Linked DNA regions of Sus scrofa: regions 1 and 3 are each linked to region 2. A link is a contact called in public HiChIP or PLAC-seq data. All regions are on one chromosome and are shown on one strand. Each heading gives the region's core, a stretch centred on a gene start, on an enhancer-like site or on the middle of the called end of the contact. The rest is flanking DNA. Distances are from core to core; before and after follow the strand shown.

Region 1 (4,635 bases), core at 1,527-4,026, 150 kb after region 2:
ACCATCCTGGAGTTCCCATTGTGGCTCAGTGGTTAACGAATCTGACTAGGAACCATGAGGTTGCGGGTTCAATCACTGGCCCCCGTTCAGTGGGTTAAGGATCCGTGAGCTGTGGTGTAGGTCGCAGACGCAGCTCGGATCCAGCGTTGCTGTGGCTCTGGTGTAGGCTGGCAGCTACAGCTCCAATTAGACCCCTAGCCTGGGAACCTCCACATGCTGTGGATGTGGCCCCAGAAAAGAAAAAAAAAAAAAAAAAAAAAGAGAGAACACACCATCCTCATCCCGTCCAGACCCATCCCATAAGCACACTGGACTCTTGCAGTGTCCCGCTTCCTTCAGTACACACTGGACCCTCAGGAAGGTTTCCCTGCATTTTAACTGCCTTCGGCACCCCAATTTCCCTATTTATCTCTAACTCCGATCTGCACACAAAGCCTCAACGGAGCACGGACCTCCACCCAGTCGGCCCCTCTAAAGTTAACTCCGAGCACCACATACAGCCTGTGAACTTCTCTCCCAACATGATTCTGACCCCTATGAACATGCACTTGGGACCCTCTACCGCTAACCCACATGAGCACTCACCAGACCTTCATGCTGCCCTGAATGCCGTTAACACAGAGCGAACACTGCAGATCCCTGACCCGTTTCTGCCCACACTCAGGCCTCTCCACAGCTACGACCATCATGAGCGCATCCTCTGGTCTCCCACTACCCTATCCCCCCACTTCCCAGCAGTGAACACTGCAGATCCCTGACCCCTATTAGCACACACTGGGCCTCACGCAGAGCCGAGCCTCCCCATTAGCACACCCTGAACCCGTACTGAGCCCTGTTCCCCAGGGACACACGCGAACACGCTGTTCCATAATGACCTGACCCTCATTGGCACACACAGACCTTCATTCAGCCCAGAACCCTATTAGCACACTTCAGCCCTACATGGCTCTAATCCACTTGAGCACACCTAGACCTTCCCATATTTCTGTCCTTTATTTCTCTTTGCTCCAAGTCCTCCACAGCCATAACCCCTGTTGGTTGACAAATGGATCCCTTCAGAGCCCTGATCTTCCGGATCCCCCCAACAGATCCCCTCCACAGCTCTACGCCCCGCAGCACTCCCTGGAACCTCAACACACCTCAGTCCTCCCTCTTGGACACACACACACACTGTCTTCACAGCGTCCTGACACGCATTAGCGTATTCCAGACTTCATACTGCTCTGATTCTGCCCGCACTGGCACACATCTAAGTGCCCCCGTGACTCGAAACTCACACGGACAGCCACTAGATCTTCCTATATTACCCTGCCCCTTCTTACTTCTTATTACCGTAGAACCTCATCCTCCCTTGACCTCATGGACATGGACACACACACACACACAGATCTCACACCAGCCTGATCCTTAATGCACGGAACCTCTTACAGGGCTAAGACACTTCGCTGACCACCAACCCCCGGCCCCACGCCTATGTCCACAGCTCTGATACCCGTTAGCTCAGGCTCAGGTCTTCACTGCTCTGCCACATTAGCACATACGGGACCTTTATCACCATGTGCACATACCCTCTACAGCTAAGACCCCCATTAGCACCCTCTCAACACTCCAGTTCTTGCACTACCCTGCCCTCCACGGGCACACTCTGGAACCTCACACCTCGCAGTCCCTCACGGACAAATACACAGCATTAACGCCATCCTGACCACCCCCTTAGCACACACAGGGCCTCAGGAAACGGATCTTATTAGCACACCTTCTGGTACCTCTACCACCTTATCCCCCAGGAACACACATTGGGCCTCTCTCTACAGCTATAACCCCATTTGCATATCTCGGCACTCCTCCGACGTCCTCTGCCCTGTTACACATCCTCGGGTACCTCTGTTGCCCTGCACCGCCCCTCAGTTAGCACGCACTGGGCCTCAAAACCTTACACAGCGGGAAGATCTCACCACCACATGCTCTGATCCCTCCACAGCTCAGGCCCCCATGGGCAAACCTCGAGTCTTCCACCACTCCGCCACCCATTTCCACACCCTCTGGTCCTTCGATCACCCTGCTCCACATTTGGACCCACAGTACTTCCCATCCCCAGCTCCCAGACCGGGCCCAGGGCGGGGCCAAGGTCAGGGAGGCCCCAAATGACCCCCCGCCCCGGTGCATTCTGGGAAACTCGCTGGCGGAGTGGGGGGTGGCACATGCCAGCCGTGCAGCCCAGACCCCTGGGCACCGCCCGGGAGTCTGGGTTGGTCCCGGTAGAAGGAAAGGCAGCCCCCACCCCACCCCTCGGGGACGCGCTCACCGGCGGGGGCGCGCGAGCAACCTCAGCGCCGCGGGGCCGGCGCGGCGGCGCCTGGGGCGGCGGCCCGGGCTGAGGCCGCGCGACCTCCTTCTCCTCCTGTTCGCCGCAGGCGCCCGTCCCAGTAGTCTTCGGCCATGGCTGCTGGGCCCGGGCCGCCGCCGGCTGAGGAGGAGGAGGCGGCGGCGGCGGCGGCGGTGGCTGAGGCGGAGGCGGCGTCCCGCTCAGCCGGCCATGAGCTTGGCCGCTGCGGGCGATGCCCCCGGGCTCGCTGGCGCCGGCTAGAACCCGAGAGCTCACGGCGGCTCGCGATTCAGAGCCGACTGTTAGCGGAGACGCGGCGGAACCCGGGGCCGAACAGCCAACGGCCCAACCGCTGCGCGCGCCGCGCGCCGCGCATGCGCACGCACGCGCTGGAAAGGGTGAAGTGGGAAGGAGGGGACTCACCTCGGACTGCATGTACCAAAAGACCCGTCCGCAGCGGGAGGGGGCGCGGCCATTGCGCGCCCACTGGGGAATGTGGCGCCGGCCCTGGAACGGCGCCAGGGGAAGTGTGGAGGTTGTATAGTACTCAGTGCCGATCTTGCTACAAGTTTGTTAGCGCCGAAGTAGGCAGCAGCCAGTGACCAGCGTGCCAGTCACCATTCGCTCCCCCTACTCGGTCTCACTTGGTACATCCCCATGATGGCAAACTGGACTTTTGCAAGGAGGAAAAAGACAGATGAAGCTGTCAGTCCTACTCCCTTGAGGTGCCTCGGAAGGCAGGGATTTTAAAGGTTCGCGAGAAGATGACTTTTCTAGGAGAGGCGGCCAGGAGAATCATTGGCTTTTACCACCTAAGATAGGGCAGAGTCTAGCCCCGCCCAGCTGCTCCTCCCCCTCCTCCCCGACCGCGAGCTCATTCCCACTGTGAACGTGTGCGGCCCCGCCCTTTGAGGTTGTCGCCCAGCCAATCGGATTTGCCCCCTGGGGTGAGGCAGCGCAAGAATGAAGGGCGTGGCCTGGTTGGGGAGGCGTGATTTAGCTGTCCCGACCACGCCCCTTCCAGGTTTTCATTGGTTTTCACCGTCGAGAGGGCGAGCCCTCCTTTTTGTTCTGCGTTCCCGTTAACATAGGTGGAATATCTCGCAAGCTGTTTGGTCAAAATACCGTTCAATCGAATTTCGTCCCGCCTCTAACTCCTCCCATCTCGGTCAGTGAGATTCCCGGGGTGGAGCCTAGGCTGATGCGAAAGACCGACCTTTATAGGGACGAGTGCATTACTGTGCACGCTTGAGACTTTGGACTGGAAGGGACCTCTTTTCCGCCTCACGCGAGGATTTGCAACCTGAATTGAGTTTTACTGCCACCTCGCAACTACCTCTTCTGGCCCACCAGAGCCTCGCCCATGGCTTCCCCCACCCCCGCCACCTCCCCGGCTCTGCGGTTTTCCATTTTATCGGGTGGCAGCGTGTCAAGCACTGCCAAACAGACCTAATCCCTCACACCTCTCTGCCTGAAAAACTCGTAGCACTATCACCAAGCCCAGTTCAAATGGCCACAGCCTCCGGCAGGTCATCTAGAACATCTTTACACTGCACCCCAGTCCAAAGCCAGCTTCCCTGTTTCTTCCGTGCTTCCCTTTACCATACTCTTGGTGACACCAGTTCATACTAGAGCGGATTTGCCAGAGCATGTCGGGAGTGGAGATACCTGACAAAGACACCGCGGGATAGATAATCAGATCCATCGCTTCCACAAAGACACCGCGGGATAGATAATCAGATCCATCGCTTCCCTGACCTCAACTCTTACCCTTCTTCTCACTCAGCTCCGGGAACACTAGTATCCTAGCTATTCCCTAATAAAGCAGGTACAATCCAGCCTCTGGGACTTCACACTTGCTCTTCCCTTTGCCTGGGATGTTCTTTCCCTCAGAAAGCCACATCCCTCACTCTCCTCTTCCAAGTCCTTGTTTCAATGTCAGCTTCTTCATGAAGCCTGCCCCGACTCCCCTATTTAAAAACACCTACTGGCACCCCCATCAATCCAGACTCCAAACCTGGCCCTGTGGACCTTTGGAATGACACCAATCAACTTCTAACATACAGTTTACTTACTGTGTTTATTGTCTATTCTGGGTCTCACCCTAGCAAAACACACACACACACGCCAAACCAGAACAGGAATCTTTTTTTATTCGTTGCGGTCTCCAACACCTATAATAGTGCCTGGCACATAGTACGCGCTCAACAAATGTTTGTTGAGTGCCTGATGGTAAATAGTTCGAGGAAACCTTGTCCCGCCCTGTCCTTTGTGCCTGCTGGATGCATGGAGCTCATTGCAGAGACCCA
Region 2 (4,077 bases), core at 1,148-3,647:
GGGGAAAATACTGCAATGCAACTAATAAAGGGTTAATATCTCTAGTGTGCAAGGAGCTGCTATATACTGATAAGAAAAAGGCAAATCACTCCAAAGAACACTGGACAGAGAATAAGAAGATTTGCAGAAGAGAAAATCTAAATGGTCAACAGACAGAAAAAGATTCTCAGTTGCACAAGTAGTCGGGGCAATGCAAATTAAAGTGGTTAAATTAGCCCTCAGATTGGCAAAGATGAGAGCTCGGCATTCAGTACTAGAGGAGATTTGCCTTGATGGACTCATATTTTGCTGGTGGGAGTAGGAAATGTTAAAATCTTTTGGGGAAGTGATTTGGTTGTATCTATTCAACAACACAATACCCTTATTTGTATTTAATAATAAAACTTCAACATATAGGAAGCAAAAATGGATTGGTGCAGTAACAATCTGACTTAAACGTACAGTGAGAGATCTCTCTAACTCAGGGAGTAAGCAGAATAAAATCATCAGGAAGGATACACACATTTTATTTTATTTTATTTTGCTTTTTAGGGCTGTACCCGAGGCATATGGAGGTTTCCCAGGCTAGGGGTCTAATCGGAGCTATAGTTGCCAGCCTACGCTACAGCCACAGCAACGCAGGATCCCAGCCATGTCTGCAACCTACACCACAGCTCATGGCAACGCCAGATCCTTAACCCACTGAGTGAGGCCAGGGATCGAACCTGCAACCTCATGGCTCCTAGTTGGGTTCGTTTCCACTGCACCAGGATGGGAACTCTGATATACACATTTTAAATAGTTCAACTGACAAGCTTGAACCAATATGCTAAACCCAACAACTGGAAAATACAGTCTTTTCAATCAAGAGATGAAACTTTTTTTTTTTTTTTGTCTTTTTATGCCTGCACGCACAGCATATGGAGGTTCTCAGGCTAGGCGTTGGATCTGAGCTGTAGCTGTTGGCCTACGCCACAGCCACAGCAACACCAGATCAGAGTCGTGTCTGCGACCTACACCACAGCTCCAGATCCTTAATCCACTGAGAGGGGCCAGGGATCAAACCTGCATCTTCATGGATGCTAGTCGGGTTTGTCTCCACTGAGCCACGACGGAAACTCCGATGAAACATTTTTGAAAACTGGGCCAGCACTGGAGCCTTGAGGCAAATTTCAACACATTTCAAAGGCTCAACATCATGCAGAGAACATTCTCAGACCACAGTGCAGTTACGTTAGAAATTACTAACATCGGGATTGACTGTGTTTGAGGAAATGAAAAATGGTGTGAACTGTAAACTTTTCTATACTCCCTCTGAATTCTTTATTTAATCATTAATTCTGAGAACAGGATACAAAAGAATGAGATGAGCCAAAATGAAAACCTCTTCTTTCCGCAGCATTCTAACACCTGCAGAACAAAGCCCCCCAAACTTGCAGCTGGCACTTGGCTGCTTTTGTTTCCTTTTTCTTTTTTTCTTTTTTCTTTTTTTTTTTTTGGTCTTTTTGCCTTTTCTAGGGCTGCTCCCATGGCATATGGAGGTTCCCAGGCTAGGGGTCTAATTGGAGCTACAGCTGTCGGCCTACACCAACAACCACAGCAATACCAGATCTGAGCTGCGGCTGCGACCTGCACCACAGATCATGGCAACACTGGATACTTAACCCACTGAGCAAGGCCAGGGATCGAACCCCCAATCTCATGGTTCCCAGTCGGATTCGTTAACCACTGAGCCACGAACACGGGAACTCCTGCCTTTGTTTCCTTCTGTGAAACTCCTCTCCCATATAAAACTCTCCATGCTCCAGGAGACACACTGCCCTGGGCTATTCTCCTCGCAGCAGCAGCCTGAATAAAGTCCCCGTTCCCTTGACCTTTGAACCTCGGAGAATTTTTGCAAGTTTGAACCTGGACAACTAAATAATTCTTGCGTCAAAAGGGGGGAATGTTACCAATTAGCACTTGAAACTGAACACTAGGGAAAATGAAATCAATACTTGGATCTTTAGGACTTTAACTTTCATGCTTATATAAGGAAACCGGGAAGGTTGATTCTTCGAGTTTTTAAAAAATAGGATGAAATGATCCACCACTGATGTCACAAGCCCCCCAATGGCTCCCTGTACAGATACTTGCTTTCTGGCGCTCAATCACCTCAGCTCCCCGCGCGCAGAGTGGTTAAACTCTCGCTGCGGGCGACTTCCGCTTCCTGGCCTAAATCTGACACGTACTATTCCCCCCGTGGCAACTACCCAGGGTCGGTGACAGCCGAGGAACCGGGCGATGCCCCCAGCCGACGGGGGGACAGAGGCGCCTTCAGGTGGGCACGTAGCGGCGCCCCGGGCTCTGCAGCCGCCAGCGGTTCGCGCTGATCAGCCGCTGTTCCGCCCCCACCCCCCCACCCCTTGACACCCCCTGCGAAGTGGAGCGGCGCCGGCGGCCAGGGCGAGGGCCAGCCAGTGCCTGGGCCCGCGGCTTGGAGGTGTCTTTCTAGCTAGGATTGGGGGTAGGGGTGGGCGCTGGCGACGCGAGAAGTTGTCGTGGTTCCCGGGGGATACGGCCTGAGGGCGGGGCCTCAAGCGCAGAGAAGGGAAGGCGCCTCGGGGTAACGCTGGAGGCTGCGGCTCAGGCGAGAGGTGTCCGGGAGCCCCAGCCCGATCTGTCCTGCCCAATGGGCTCCGGGGAACCACCTCTACCCCCGGGAAGGTCAGGCCGGGGACCGCCGGCTCCGCCGCCGCAGAGATGCCCACCTTGCCAAGATGGCGACTCCCGGAGAGACACTCCCAAGGGGACAGCCATGTTAGTGGCCTGACAAAGTCCCCAAAGAAAATTGGAAAGCCCGCCTCTTCTCCGACACACACGAACAGGCACACGCACTAACACCTCCGCCGTGCAGCCCGTGTAATTGGGGGCGGACGGCCGCTTCCACGCCGACACTGAGCATGTGCAGTGTGGAGTCCAAGAAACGCGAGAGTCCCGCAGACGCAGTTTCAACACTTAGGGCTCCGGGACTGAGTTTAACAGAGGCAGCGGTTTCAGGGCCAGTGAAACCGTGACCTATTTATGGGGGTGTTAGGACAGGGCTTTCGTGCTCAGTGATGGTTCTCTGTGGGGTGAGTGGCAGGGCTTCTCTGGAGTCACTCGAGGTGCGTGGAGTGACTGAGGTTTGTGGGTGAGTGATGGGGGCAGTGGGGAAAGTAGCGGGTAGTGTGTAGGGGTGATTATTGGGGGAGAGTCTCTGGAGTCAGTGAGGAGTGGAGTCTATAGGGTGAGCAGGGGGCATCGGTGAGGTGAGTGATGAGAAGTCTATAGGGTGAGTGATGAGGGTCTCGGGAGGCCACTGATGGGGTATGCGGGGTAAGTGACTGGGTCTGTGGGATCAGGGACCCAGGGTAAGTGGAGTAAGGAATGGGGACTGTGGCGTGAGTGATAGGGTCTCAGAGATGCTCTGCGGGATTAGTGATGGAGGTCCCGCGAGGCAAATGATGGAGATTCTGTGGGGTGTCATGGGGGTTAGTGGGCTAAGTGATGGAGGGAAGGTCTGAGAGATGAGTCATGGGGGTTCATTGGGTGAGTGAGAAGAGTCTTTGGGGAGAGTAATGGGTGGTCTGTGGAGTGAATGGTGCAGAGCCTATGGGGTGAGTATTGAACCGTGGGCAAGTAAAGGATGGGGAGTTTCTGAGGTGAGTGATGAGGGCTGTGCGGTGGGTGTTGCACTGTCTATGAGGTGTATGATGAGGTTTATTGGGTGGATGGTCAAGCTTTCTGTGATGTAGATGATGGAATTCTGTGGGATGAGCGATACATTTATTTGGAACTAGTGATAGAGGGGTCTGTGGAATCAGACATGCCGCTTCCTGGGGTCAGCGATAGGTCTTAGATGGGATTGTTTCAAAAACCTGCTTTAGGAGTTCCCGTCGTGGTGCAGTGGTTAACGAATCCAACCAGGAACCATGAGGTTGCAGGTTCGATCCCTGGCCTTGCTCAGTGGATTAAGGATCCGGCGATGCCGTGAGCTGTGGTGTCAGTCGCAGACGCGGCTCGGATCCTGCGTTTCTGTGGCTGTGGTGTAGGCCGGTGGCTACAGCTCGGATTAGA
Region 3 (4,137 bases), core at 91-2,590, 170 kb after region 2:
TACCTCCTGGGATTGTTGTGGGGATTAAATGGGCTAATAAAATGCCGAATGAGTGTAAACTAATCTGATCATCATTATGCTCAGACTCATTTTTTTCAGGCTCACAGAACAACTTGCCAAAGATCACACCAGCTGGCGTGGATCAATGAGATTGGCATCTACAGCCTTTGTTGATAATTCTGGGGTTACTGGGCAATAAGGAATGAACAATGCGGGAGGCCTCGTCCCGGACGCAAGATGCAAAACTTCAGTCCTGAAACCTCTAAGGGAAAGCTAACAGCGGATCATGCAGATGAAGCCGTAAAAGCTACGCCCCTGGAAAAGCCACAGAAAACTCCGGGCCCTACTCACCTTTACGCTTAATCAATGAGATCTAACTTGCCGGGCAGGCTGCAGAACGCCCCTACAGCACACCGATCCTCCCCTTCGTGAAAAATTCACAAGCTGATACTTCCATCGGACCAGGTGTGAAAGGGGCAAAAACGGGCTTCCTCGACAGCCCACCTCCTCATGAATGAGGAAAAAAGCCACGGCCCACCAAGGCCCGGTGGCACCCTGACCCCTCGGGGAGAGCCTACCGGCGTCTCTTCCACAGCCTGAGCGAGGGGCTCCTCTTCCTAAAAAAAAAGCGAGGGCCCCAACTTGCCCAGTCTCCCCGCCCCTAATACCCAAACGCGGTGAGACATCATAATAGAACTAGAGGTCACAAAGGCCACGGATAACTCCACATGCCACGTCGGTCCCGAACGTTCCCCCTGTCATCAGGACCTTTCCTGAAACGAGCCCTCCCCAAATTCCGCCTTGAGTTCAGGAACCTCAAACTTTGCCTCCACCCTTGCGAAGCACACCAAATCCTGCCCCGTAGACAGAGCACTCATACACGGACCCTAAAGGTCTCCCCAAACATCCCCCAAACCCTGTCTCCAAGGGATATATAAAGCCTGCCTCCGAGGGATATATAAACCCGGCTTCCAAGGGAAGCTCCTTAAAACAAACTCCCCAATCCCACCCTGGAGTCCCTAAACGCCCCTTGCTAAAGGTTCCCTCAAAAAAGCCACCTCTAAATGCCACCCCGGGCCCAGAGCCCCCAAATATGCCCATTCGGGGATCCCCGAAATTGAGCCCCCTCCCTTAACTACTGCTGTCCAGGAGGCTGGGGGTACCGTGCTCCAGCTCACCCCCTGCGCCGGGCGGAAGCCTCGCCTTCCTGCTGGAGAGGAGCCGAAGCCACGGGGCAACGGAAGAGCAAACCACCTCCGCCGTTCAAGAAGAGCCAGAGTTTGCGCGGAGCTCGGAAGCGCGGGGCCTTGGAGGGCCCCCGGTTTGGAACGTACCACAGATACTTAGCCAGAGGGGAGGCTGCCCCTGCTTCTGCGCCGTCGGCGCCCATGTCAGACCCAGACACCCCTGAGGGTTGTGGTACTTTCCGAACGCGCTAGGCATGCTGGGGATGGTAGTCCGGGTCGGGCCGGTGGCCGGTGCACGTGGTGAGCATCCGCGCCCCTGGGAAAATGTAAACTAGGGCTGTGGAATTGCCGGACCTGTGCTCTGCAGAGGACATAGGAAAGGGGATCAGAACACAGGGAAAGGCACACCCATTCTACAGATGGGAAAACTGAGGCTCGGGTAGCCCAAGGAGTTCTTTCATTTGACATTTATGAAGCTCAAGCTGTGGGCCAGGTGCTAGGGATTCTTCCTTGCCCTCACGGAGCTGACACACTAGCGAGAGATACAAACCGTAAATGTAATAAATAAATTACAATTATATTAAAAACATGTGACTATAATGTAAATTATATAAAATAAAGTGGACATATAAAGTTTACATAGTTTACATAACATGATAGTGTCAATAGGTAAATAATTTACATCTGTAAATGTCTTATAGGAGTTCCGGTTGTGGCTCAGCAGTACTCAACCAGGCTAGTATCCATGAGGATACCGGTTCCACCCTTGGCCTCACTTAGTGGGCTAAGGATCCGGCCTTGGCGACGGCTCGGATCCCGTGTGGCTGTGGCTGTGGCTACGCTGGTGGCTTACAGCTCTCATTCGACCGCTAGCCTGGGAACTTCCATATACCGTGGGTGTGGCCCCCAAAAGACACAAAATAAATCAATAAATGTCATATTAAATACATTGTGTATAGTCTATGTTCACATGTGAATATACAATTAAATACATATATAAATACAATATATATGTGATAACTGCTAAATGTTACTGGAAAAAATAGAACAAAGTGGGGACAGGTAACATTTTTAAATAGCGGGGTCAAGGAAGGCCTCCTTGGGAAGATGTTTGAGCAAAGATGTTTAACACAAAATGCCTTTATCACCTTATCCCAAATTCTGTATCACGTATCCTGTCCTCAAATCCTCCACATTTGTTCATTTGAAAAAGGTTTATTGAGTGGCTACTAGGGGCATGCCACCAGGAGCAAAGCAAAGAACATAGCAAGGATATCACTGCCCTTGCAACAGTCAAGAACAGTCTTTCATCAGAACTTTTCGTTTTTTTTTTTTTTTTTTTTTGCTTTTTAGGGCCGCACCCACGGCATATGGAAGTTCCCAGGCTAGGGGTCTAATCAGAGCCACAGTGGCCGGCCTACATCACAGCCACAGCCACAGCAACGAGGGATCCAAGCCGTGTCTGCGATCTACCCCACAGCTCACGGCAGCGCCGGATCCTTAACCCACTGATGGAGGCCAGGGATCGAACTCGAGTCCTCATGGATGCTAGTGGGGTTCGTTAACCACCGAGCCACGAAGGGAACTCCAGATGTTTGGTTTTCAATTCTAAGAACTATGGGGCACCATACAAAGATTTTAAGTAGGGGAATCACATTATATGCATTATATTTTAGAATAAATAATCTGGCTGCTCTGTGTGGAGAGAGAACAAACTGTAGGGGGGAAAGTGGAAGCAGAAAAGCCAGTGGACAGGGTCCAGGAAGTGATGAGAGAGGGTCAGACCAAGGTGATAAAAGAGGAAGTGGTGTTGGTGGGGGGCTGAGGTTTGATTTTGAATTGGTTTTTGTCTTTTTTTTTTTTTTTTGCTTCTTAGGGCCACACCCATGGCCTGTGGAGGTTCCCAGGTTAGGGGTCTAATCGGAGCTACAGCTGCCAGCCTACACCACAGCCACAGCAATGCAGGATCCAAGCCGCGTCTGCGACCTATACCACAGCTCACAGCGATGCTGGATCCTTGACCCACTGATCGAAGCCAGGGATCAAACCCGAAACCTCATGGTTCCTAGTCGGATTTGTTTCCACTGCGCCACGATGGGAACTCCTGAACTGGTTGTTGAAAGTCAAGACACCAGGATTGGCTGTGACATCAGTTATGGGGCACAAAAAATAGGAGTCCTGGCTGACCTGCAGTTTTTTAACCTGAGCTGCAGCAGGATGGAGTTGTCATTAACTAACATGGGAAATACTCCACTAGGAGCAAGAGGGGGGCAAAATCAAGAGATCGTTTTCTGATGTGTTATATATTTTTTTCTTTTTGGCCACCCTTAGGCATACAGAGTTCCCAGGCCAGGGATCAGATTGGAGCTGCAGTTGCGAGCTAAGCCTCACCTGTGGCAGCACGGGATCCCTTTAACCCACTGTGCCGGGCAGGGGATGGAACCTGCGTCATGGTGCTTCAGAGAAGCCGCAGATCTCCGTTGCGCCACAGCGGGAAATTCCGGATGTGTTACATTTTTGATGCCTGTTAGACATCCAAGGTCTGGAATGTGTCAGTTGAGTGAACAGTTTGGGGCCAAGTCCGAGATTCAGGGGATGGATTTGGGGACCATCAGAGGTGACGACTGAAGCCATCAGTGTGGCCAACTTCTCTGAAGCATTGATTGCCTTCACATGGATCAGTAGGAGTAACTGAAGCAGGATTTGGACTTTCCAAAGTGAGAGGGAAGGGTATTCCAGTCAGAGGGAACAGCTTGAGCAAAAAAGCCTGTGGAGGTAAGAAAGCGGGGGGTGGGGGGGAGGTGGGGGGGGAGAGTTGTGACGTTCCGCATTGCCCCCAGCCACGAATGAGACTGCAGCTGGCTCACAGCCTCACCAAGCAGATTGTCAAAGCCTTTGGATGTTTGCCAGTGCAGTGTAATTATAATTTACATTTCTGGAGTTCCCATCG

The links. HiChIP or PLAC-seq counts read pairs in DNA pulled down with a chosen protein or histone mark.
Region 1: a contact with region 2 is called in an H3K27ac HiChIP or PLAC-seq map of alveolar macrophages. The contact joins the promoter of CDK16 here to the promoter of ZNF41 in region 2. A contact is called at or near these places in 2 of 5 promoter capture datasets (fetal liver and liver) and 1 of 2 datasets of contacts at active chromatin or transcription factors (alveolar macrophages).
Region 3: a contact with region 2 is called in an H3K27ac HiChIP or PLAC-seq map of alveolar macrophages. The contact joins the promoter of UBA1 here to the promoter of ZNF41 in region 2. A contact is called at or near these places in 3 of 47 Hi-C or Micro-C datasets (embryonic fibroblasts, heart right ventricle and liver) and 1 of 2 datasets of contacts at active chromatin or transcription factors (alveolar macrophages).

The regions. Positions count from the first base shown.
Region 1 is chrX:41,834,409-41,839,043 of Sscrofa11.1, reverse strand. It overlaps CDK16 (cyclin-dependent kinase 16), which reads right to left and starts at 2,776. Exons shown (of 16, transcript XM_013990862.2): 1 at 2,750-2,776. The coding sequence starts at 2,761.
Region 2 is chrX:41,982,759-41,986,835 of Sscrofa11.1, reverse strand. It overlaps ZNF41 (zinc finger protein 41), which reads left to right and starts at 2,397. Exons shown (of 7, transcript XM_021080384.1): 1 at 2,397-3,151.
Region 3 is chrX:41,807,929-41,812,065 of Sscrofa11.1, reverse strand. It overlaps UBA1 (ubiquitin-like modifier-activating enzyme 1), which reads right to left and starts at 1,340. Exons shown (of 26, transcript XM_021080354.1): 1 at 1,179-1,340.